Regions from separate parts of the Sus scrofa genome. Here region 1 is linked to region 2. The links are chromatin contacts, called in public HiChIP or PLAC-seq maps. All regions are on one chromosome and are shown on one strand. Each heading gives the region's core, a stretch centred on a gene start, on an enhancer-like site or on the middle of the called end of the contact. The rest is flanking DNA. Distances are from core to core; before and after follow the strand shown.

Region 1 (4,935 bases), core at 784-3,283, 59 kb before region 2:
CAGACCAAGGATCAGATCTGAGCTACAGTTGCCATCCAAGCCAAAGCTGCAGCAACACCGGATTGTTAACCCACTGTGCTGGGCCGGGGATCAAACCTGTGTCCCAGCGCTCCCAAGATGCTGCCGATCCCATTGTGCCATACTGGGAACTCCAGGATCTATATTTTTAATAAGCACCATTCCCACCAGCCTTTCCCTCTCCATTTGATTCCAGGGCATGTGAGCTTCACACCTCACTTTGACAAGCACTGTGGTAGATCTCTGAGAAGAGCTGTGATTTGTCTGGTTATAAAACAAATGTTTTCATGAATTTCTGAGGATATTCACAGATGTTAATCTGAATTGCTAGTAATGAAGCTGCTGGCATGTGTAATGTTCACTGGAAATTGATGCTTGGGATAAAATTCTTTGAAAAATCATGAGTAGTCTCCCTAGATTAAAAATACCCCTGGAGACCACTTCGACAGTGTAATATAGCACACAACCACTTAGACTTAAAGGTTTTGTAGTTCTATCATTAATATTTTCTTTATCTTTCTTTCTTTTTTCACTTTTTAGGGCCGCACCCGCAGCATATGGAAGTTCCCAAGGCTAGGAGTTGAATCAGAGCTGCAGCTGCCAGCCTGCACCACAGCCACAGCAATGTAAGATCCAAGCTGCATCTGAGACCTGTGCCGCAGCTCATGGCAATGCCGGATCCTCAACCCGCTGAGCGAGGCCAGGGATTGAACCCGCTCAATAACTACTGAGCCATGACAGGAACTCCTATAGTTAATATTTTCTGAATAATCTTTAGGAAGCCCATCTTTACAGTTTTGGGTCTACATATTAAAGCTTCACTCAGTCAAAGAATAAATCAGAGCATGATGGAAGAGAATATGAGGTAAAGAATGTATATGTGTGTGTGGCTGGGTCAACTTGCTGTACAGCAGAAATTGACACAACATTGTAAATCAACTATATTAAATTTTTTTAAAAATAACTATATGATAAAAAAGGATAAGTTAACTTGAGAAAAATACTAGGGAAATGTATCTTTCTACATCTCCAAGCCATGTGCTTGAAGTCTAAAAGATATCAAGAGTATAAATGGAATTTCCATCGTGGCTCAGTGAGTTAAGAACCCGTGGCTAGTGTTCTTAAAAAAAGGAATAGAAAAAGAGTGTTAAGAAAAATAATACGTCATTGAGCCTACTGACTAGAACCCTAAGGTCACTTTCAGGGGCAGGAGCAGATTTATCTAAAATGATTTTTGATTTTTTTTTCTTGTATAGAATTATTTTTAAAAGTTGTTATATCTTACTTTCAGGAAAATAATTAACGAATAGGAATGCGGCAGGAAGTTTTTTTTTTTTTTTTTTAGTTGGTTTGTTTTTCTACTTTCTTTGGCAAGAGCCTTCATTCGCTGTCTTTCTGAAGCCCTTGCTATTCCGGAATTCAGCTTGGACTTCTTTTTTTTTTTTTGTCTTTTCTAGGGCCGCACCCACGGCATATGGAAGTTCCCAGGCTAGGCGTCTAATCAGAGCTGTAGCCGCCGGCCTGCACCACAGCCACAGCAGCGTGGCATCCGAGCTGCATCTGTGACCTACACCACAGCTCATGGCATCACTGGATCCTTAACCCACTGAGCAAGTCCAGGGGTCGAACCTGCAACCTCATGGTTCCTAGTCGGATTCGTTAACCACTGAGCCCCGACGGTAACTCCCAGCGAGGGCTTATTAAATGAATAAAGATAGTGGCATGTTCTTGTTTTACCTTCTTAGGATGGATAACTACTAAGAGAGGCAGTTTATCCCTCTGCAGTGAGAAAAGGGAGTGAAAAAGAAAGTGATCAAATTTTCCAGCGTCTTCCATGTGAGTTTTTTTTTTGTTTTGTTTTGTTTTTTGTTTTGTTTTTTGCAAAGGTATGATGACATCTCCCGTCAGGAATGGGGATAAACTCCTCTTAGGAAGCTGTTTCAGGCCACCCATGGTCCTAATATTTCAAAACGAAACCTAACCCGTGTTTCCCTTAGACAGAAGGAACAGGTGCAGCAGAGCCCAGACTCTTCTCTCTCTCTGCCCTGGAGTCACTGCTTTAGTAGGTGATTCTGCAGGCTATTAGGACTGGTGTCGACAGGAAGGAAGCAGGGTTGATATCTGATTATCAGCCACCCTTCTGCCAAGTTCAACTCCTTTTTACAAGCTGAACACAGCAGTGGCACCTGGACTGTATCACTGTATCCAGGAACTTGTAGAGAAGGCCTGGCATCCCTGTTCTTTCAGCCACTTCCCTCACAAAGGCCAACTGCCCACCATCTTCCTCTACCATCCACCCCAGCACTGGGCTCAAATACTTTTTCTTGGCTAAGTGCCAGCCCCGTTGCTCCCACTGAACATGTGCCTTACTCTATAGAAAAGTCCTAAATTTTTCTGAAGAGTAGTTTTCTGAACATTCTAACTTCCCCATCACTTTTTAAAATATAAATATGTTCCCAGGCTAAGCTGATTTTTTAAAACCAGTGTTTCCTTGAGTTGTAGGTATTTTAAAGTGCTGCATGGGTAAGCATAGTTTGAATTTTAATGTATGGCGGGAAGATGTGAATTAGCACTTCAGACCCATGATTTCATGATTATGACAAAGGTGAGTCGATGGTGAAGTAGATTGAAGAACTGTATTTCATAAAAATACAGATGGTGCGAGGCTGACACAAATACTGGTGATGGGACCTGTGTGATGAAAGCTTGGGAAATACTGTTTTATACAAATACTCAAGGCTAGCGGTTTTTGAAATAGTCTTTAAAATAATATTGCAATAAATTCTAAGGTTGAAATGCTAGGCCATGTTAGGAGATGTGTACTTAGCATAGCATAGTTCTTTAACTGGAAAGTCCTCTTTAAATCAATAAGTATCTTTAAAAAATAGTTCCTTTAAAACACCAGGCTTATACTAATCCTTGCTAATATCACTTCTGTTTTTATTGAGTCCTTTGTTCCAAATTATATAAGATTTTTTATCCTCTGTAGGATTCTTGTAAGAAAGCCGTAAAACTTTTAAATGGTTCACTTTTCTTTTGTCCTGCACTTTTTAAGATAACAGCTTCATTGAGATGTAATTCACATACCATATAATTGTACATTTCAGTAGTTTTTAGTATATTCATAGGGTTGTGTAGCCATCTCTGTTTATTTTTCTTTCTTTCTTTCTTTTTTTTTTTTTTTTTACTGTTGTACTGTACAGCATGGCGACCCAGTTACGCATACATTTATACCTTCTTTTTTTTCACATTATCGTGCTCCATCATAAGTGACTAGACGTAGTCCCCAGTGCTACACAGCAGGATCTCATTGCTAATCCACTCCCATCTTTGTTTAATTTAGGATCTTGTCATCACTCCAAAAGGGGTCCCTATATCCATTAGTAGTCACTCCCTGTTTTGCCTTTCCCCAGACCCTGACAACCACTAATCTGCTTTCTGTCCCTGTGGATTTGTGTATTTTGTCTTTTGGGGGGGGGGCAGAGGGCTGCATCTGCAACATACGGAAGTTCCCCAGCCGGGGATTGAACCTGCACCACAGCAGTGACCTGAGCTGCTGCGGTGACAACAAAGGATCTTTAACCCATTTCCCCACAAGAAAAACCCCTAGATTTGCCTATTTCGGACATTTCATATAAATTAAGTCATATAACATATGGCCTTTTGTTTCTTCATTTCATTTAGCATAATTTTTCAAAGTTCATTCATGTTTAGTATGCATCAGTATGTCATTCCTTTTTATGGTGCAATAATATTCCATTGTATAGATATACTACATTTCTTTTTCCTTTCATCACTTGATGGCCATTTGGATTGCCTTGCTGGTTTTTCATTTTTAACAATATTAAAAATAGGAGTTGTGGCTCAGCAGTAATGAACTCAACTAGTATCCACAAGAATGTGGGTTTGATCCCTTGCCTTGCTCAGTAGGTTTAGGATCTGGCATTGCCGAGAGCTATGGGATAGGTCGCAGACACCGCTCGGATCCAGTGTTGTTGTAGCTGTGGTGTAGGCCAGCAGCTGTAGCTCCAATTCGACCCCTAGCCAGGGAACTTCCATATGCCATGAATGCAGCTCTAAAACAAAGAAAAAGACAAAAAAAAAAAACAAAAAAAAAAAAACAAAACCCAAATAAATAAACAGTATTAAAAATACCTAGGGCTTGTGAAGTAGTTACTGGATGATGCTGCAAATCTGTTCTAGAGGGGATTCACACGGTAAGTGGGAACTGGATTTCTAGTCCCTTGTGATCATGGATTCACAGAGTCTGTATCCCCATCTGTTTATGCTAATGAAATATTTTCTTCAATGAGCTAGAGCAGTGACTTTTTCTCAATAGCAGAGCATTCATTATTAATAAACTACTTTCACATTATTTCTTTAAGGCTGAAATTTCAAAAATAGCTTCTATTAAAAACAGTATTTTTCATCATTTCTAGAAGAGGAAATCTTCTTTAAAAAGCTGTTATTTTTCTCTATATTTTCTTTTCCAATTTCTCTGTTTTTATACTACTGAACCCTGTAACCCAACTCTATTAATCTAGATCCTGTTCCAGTATATGAATATTTATAGACATAATAAATCATAGTACTTCTCCTAATAGAGTTTTTAAAGTTTTGTTAATTTTTCTCATAGCATAACAAAAATTCCTGGGTGGTCTGATAATGCCCTCATCCTTAAGTGTTAGATATTAAGCCAGTTCTTTTTTATGTTTGAAGGCTGTGTTAGTTGAATTATACCCACAAAATTGTTCATTAGTTATTTATCTTGGGCCTGTGGTATGCAAAGCACTTCATGGAATAATACCCCTTACTTTTGCATCTGCTGTAGTCATACCTTCTGTCTTTTTTTTTTTTTTTTTAAGACAATGTCAGGGTTTGAGATTGTTTGAAGCTGAGTTTCAATCTTGTTTGTTT
Region 2 (4,923 bases), core at 1,349-3,848:
ATTCCTCCTGCAGCCCACAGCTGGGGCTTATCGGAGGCCCACCAGGCAAGAGCACTAACAGTGCTTTTTGCCAGACCCCAAAATGGCTATTTGGAGGATGGAATAATGTCTCCAAATGTGTTTGCCCTCCTTAGAGAAAACGGGTATGTGAATACAAGTTGCTACTACTTCCTCTCCGAGTCATGTTTTCTCGATTGGTCGATTGGTCTCCTAGGACCTCCCCTCCCTTGCGCACAGGGCCCTTTAAAACCATGAGCTGTCCTTGCAAACATGAGAGGCAAAACCCAACCCACCCACAAGTCACAGTTTCCGTCCCAGCGATACGTCAGCCTGATTAGTACATTTGCCAGGCACCAGCTGATTTCCCGAAAGAAGCAGAGCACCTGGGAGCAGCCTAATGTCATGAGGCAGATAACAGCGACAGAAATGACAGCAACCCTCGGGCGGGGGATGGAAGTCAGAAGACAGACCTCTGAGTTCTTGCTACATGAGGGAAATCATTCCTCCTGGCTGTTTTTAAAAACGAAGGCTAATGGTTTAGACTGTAGTGTGATGACCATCATAAAATCTGAGTAGCTGAGAAGCCTCTATCCTTTTTCTCAACAAGGCTAAGTCAAGATTTAGATTGGGCGGACTTCCCGTCGTGGCTCAGCAGAAATGAATCCAACTAGGAACCATAAGGATGGGGGGGTTCCATCCCTGGTCTTGCTGAGTAGGTTAAGGATCCAGGGTTTCCATGAGCTGTGGTGTAGGTCACAGATGTGGCTTGGATCCCGTGTTACTGTGGTGTAGGTCACAGATGTGGCTTGGATCCCATGTTGCTGTGGTGTAGGCCGGCAGCTGCAGCTCCAATTCGACTCCTAGCCTGGGAACTTCCATACGCCACATGGACGCCCCTAAAATGCAAAAAAAAAAAAAAAAAAAAAAAAAACCGATTTAGATTGACTTATTTGGCTCCTTTATCCTTTATTATTGAACTTTCTCACCATCATGTCATTTGGGCAGACAGAAATGTTAGCCTGACTCTTGTTGTCAGCCTGTATTCCCTGCCAAAATATAGCTAAACTATTACGCCCAGAGACCCAATGCCCAGTACAGTGTTTCGTATAGAATAGGTGTTCAGTACTTACTTGTTGAATGAATGTGTTCTCTGTAATCAGACAGAAGTAATATATTCATGGAAGAAGCATTTAAGATCACCACTGATAGTAACAAAAGTGATTTCAGGGTCTTTCCTTTAGTTTTGCTTCTGATTAGAGTTTATGCCTTTTCTCCAAACTCAGTATCTTTTAAAAGGAAAAAAAAAATCGATGTAGTACATTCCTGTTCCACCATTTGGTAATTTGTTGTTGTTGAATTTTGTTTTATTTTTTCAGGGTCTAATTTAGAGTCTAATTCCTAGAAAATTAGAACATTCCGCTTATATTTTTCCTAGGAAGCTTCAAGTGAATGAATAAGACTGGCTAATTTAAGCTCCTTCCAAATGTTGGAGAAGAAGCATATGAACAAATGAAAGGTGTTAAAAGCTGTATGTGCCCTCGCTTAGGATCTGATTTTGTTTTTCTATGCAAAAGTAAGAGACTGTAGACATTACTTCATCCCGGGCAAAATGCTGCTCTCCAGCCTGTCCAATAGACCAGCTCCCTGACATTCTGTCTTGATTTTGTATGGAAAGTCTAGAGAAAAGCCAAGATTTCAGGGTCTGGACCCTCTGGTGTGCCACTGAAAGCCAACTTTTCTTCTCTCTTGATGGCTCCAAATAAGCAGTACTATTTAGCCTGCTCCCACAGCAAGCAACCAGGAATGACGTGTAAGGACCTGGTAAATTAAAAGACGTGTAGGACTGGTCATGATTGTTTACACAAAGAGAGAATGCGAAGTAGGGAGAGCTCCTTATTTCTCCAACCGAGGAAACTTTATTCCAGGCTAATACACACACACACACACACACACACACACACACACACACACACATGTGTTTCCAGGGGTAGGAGTACAGAAGTGAGTACATCTTTTCTCTTTAGATTAGAAAACCCCTGGTGATGGAGGACAGTACTCTGCTCTGCTACATCCTTCGTAAGGTCTCACATAATGCCCTGCACTTTCTAAATCTTTGTCAGTTCATTCTTTTGTTCGCAACTTGCTTTTGACTAGTTCTTGCTTGTCATTCTAGCGTTGCACTTACCATATTTGGCATACGGGGAAGTCATCACGATCTCTTTTGGATTAGGATGATTCTGGCAGGCATGTGTATACCAATTCTTGTTGCTATGGGTTTTTTGTCTTAAGCTTGACATTCATGATTTTTCTCAAGGAAGTGAAGTCCTAAAGCATGCTTATGACCGTCTGGCACAGAATGATTTGTTGTCCAGTGTGCCGATCCATTTCGTATTTTAAGTTTAAGGAGAACTAGTTTATCCTAGGATTTAATTGCGGTCAGAATGCAGGTGAGACTTGGGGTAGCCAATCTGGTGAAAGGTATTCCTTTATGTATTAGCCACCAGGGACAAAAACCTCAAAACCTGTGGAGGTGCTTGTGTTCTGGGTTCAGTAGGTGGCGCTCTTCTACCTGGTTCACTAGTGTGATCTTGAAGGTCATTCTCTCCAGTCCGTGCCGTAGGCGGTTCCATGTTACCGGGAAGGAAACCTGAAGCCTTGCCCAGTGGCATCAGAGCCTGAGAAGCCATGGCATGATCTGGCACATGGCCCTGGTCAGGCAGTGTTGGTGCATACCAGCCCAGGGCGTCTTACTGTCTCCTTTGTTCTGATGCCAGTTCCCGCCCTTGAGCAACAGCGGAAAAGAGCTAAGGAAAGACAGTCACACCATGAGTATTCTGGAGGGTGGCACTAGCTCATAAAACCAGAACGCGTAGATACAGCATCTAAAACGTAGTGAGAGGAAAAAAAGTCGGGGTTTGCAGAGAGACCCAAAAACTAGAGAAAGAAGCCAAGAGAGGAAGAGCAACAAAACTGGGAGCTTCACCTATGTTGTATATGTCTACTGTATTTATTATTGTTATGTATCTATTATATTTATTATTGTTACATATCTATTATATTTATAATTATATATCTATTATATTTATTACATTAAATATATAGTATATACACTTATAAATTCATATTCATATATATGCGTGTTCCTATACATATCATCAAGCATTTAAAATTTGTAATACAGAGGTGTTCCAAAATAATGAAATAGCTTGACATAGTTTGGGCAAGAAGTTCTGAAATTAAGAATAGCTACTAGAGGAGTTCCCATCGTGGCACAGTAGAAACGAATCCAACTAGGAACCATGGGGTTGTAGGTTTGATCCCTGACCTTGCTCAGTGGGTTAAGGATCCAGCGTTGCCATGAGCTGTGGTGTAGATTGCAGACACGGCTTAGATCTGGCGTTGCTGTGGCTCTGGCATAGGCCGGCAGCTAAAGTTCCGATTGGACCCCTAGCCTGGAAACCTCCATATTGCCATGGGTGTGGCCCTGAAAAAGGCAAAAGACAAAAAAAAAAAAAAAAAAAAAAGAAAAAAAGAGAGAGAATAGCTACTAGAGAAAGAAAAAAGCTTGAGGTAGGAAAGAAGCAGGTGCCTCAGAAGAACTGAGTGAAGAAATATGATACATAAATGAAAGCATGTATCAATTTGATGTTTCCAAAAGCTGCATCTTGTTTGTCTAAGCTACAGTAGAAAAGTTTAAAAGATGAAGTGGATGCTTTTGAAAGAAGAATTTAAATGCCTGCTTTAATTTTCAGTGAAACTCTAACCCTTTAAAAATGAGAAATTCCGGAAGATGCTTAACTCGGCAAAGATAAATCTGCTTTTGCCCCTGTGGAAGCAGGGTGTTTGTGAATGGTATGGCTGTGCCTTTGGTGTGTTTGGAGTGAGTTTATCCGACTTCTCTAAGAATAGGACAATGATATTCCATAAGTTTTGTATTGAACTTACTAGTAGTAGGCATGATTGATAGGTAGAAAGAACTACAGCATCTTGATTTTTTGCACTTATTTTTTTTCTTTTTGTAAAAATGATTTTCTAAACAAATAACTAGCCAAGTTTTTCACAGGTTTAGAATAAAAAGGTCTCTCTCCTCCCATGAACAAATACTCCATCACATTCTTCCTTTTTTCCTTTCCACTTTTCCTACCTTAAAAGAGAATCTTCAACACCATTCATAGGACAATTTTTTAGAATAGTATATGAAGAATTAAGGTAATTGTTTTAACACTCTCTCATTATAAGTATTTTCAAAACTTCTAATTTGAAAAATTACCCATTTCAAATCCTTATCATACCTACAAAAAACACAGTCATCTTTAAGGAAAATTTCAGTCCTGTTTGGGAGATGAAAATGTCTATTTGGATCTTGTAGCAGCTGCTAGCACAATGACAAGACCAACATCTGATGCATCTATCTTATTAGTGAAACAATTGAAGTCAAAGAATTTTCTCCCCTAAATAATTTCCAGTTTGAGAAGGTGGTGGAGAGGCTTTTTGAGAACCTTTTGAGGAGGCCCAGGAGGGAGGCGAGCTGGGTGGCTGCTCAAGCCTGCACAGTTAGGGAGCGCCACTTCCTCTGGGCCCCTTCCTCCCACCCCCCTCCCTGTGTGTGCTGCTAATGAATCCCGGCCTGGCCGTGAAATCATCCAGTGGTGTGATGGGCTTCTGGCCTCTGCAGAGGAAAAACTCTTGGGTTAATTCAAGTACAGCTTGTTCTCTTTGTTTTGCAGCTGGTGTAGTGAGGGAGTCTAGGGGCAAGTGGATTGAATCAAAAAGGAAAACGAAGGCATTCACTGTCTGTTTTATCGAGGATGGCTCATTTAAAGTAAACACCATTTAAATAGTCTCCAAATGGCCCATTTCTATATGAAGTCATACAGGATGCCCCCTTTGGGCTGTCATTCTCCTTTAAATGGATCGCTTTGT

The links. HiChIP or PLAC-seq counts read pairs in DNA pulled down with a chosen protein or histone mark.
Region 1: a contact with region 2 is called in an H3K27ac HiChIP or PLAC-seq map of skeletal muscle. The contact joins two enhancer-like sites. A contact is called at or near these places in 5 of 5 promoter capture datasets (fetal liver, fetal skeletal muscle, liver and 1 more), 3 of 47 Hi-C or Micro-C datasets (embryonic fibroblasts, retroperitoneal adipose tissue and skeletal muscle) and 1 of 2 datasets of contacts at active chromatin or transcription factors (skeletal muscle).

The regions. Positions count from the first base shown.
Region 1 is chr10:27,454,324-27,459,258 of Sscrofa11.1, reverse strand. The region is part of intron 1 of C10H9orf3 (aminopeptidase O); the gene reads left to right. Among named protein-coding and RNA genes, the nearest start is that of C10H9orf3, 16 kb to the left of the region's middle. Within about 2 kb of position 2,033, at least 1 of the 83 cell types and tissues checked has an H3K27ac peak or open chromatin away from gene starts, as enhancers often do. A contact at or near this core is called in skeletal muscle, where this site is marked.
Region 2 is chr10:27,396,101-27,401,023 of Sscrofa11.1, reverse strand. The region is part of intron 3 of C10H9orf3 (aminopeptidase O); the gene reads left to right. Among named protein-coding and RNA genes, the nearest start is that of C10H9orf3, 74 kb to the left of the region's middle. Within about 2 kb of position 2,598, at least 33 of the 83 cell types and tissues checked have an H3K27ac peak or open chromatin away from gene starts, as enhancers often do. A contact at or near this core is called in skeletal muscle, where this site is marked.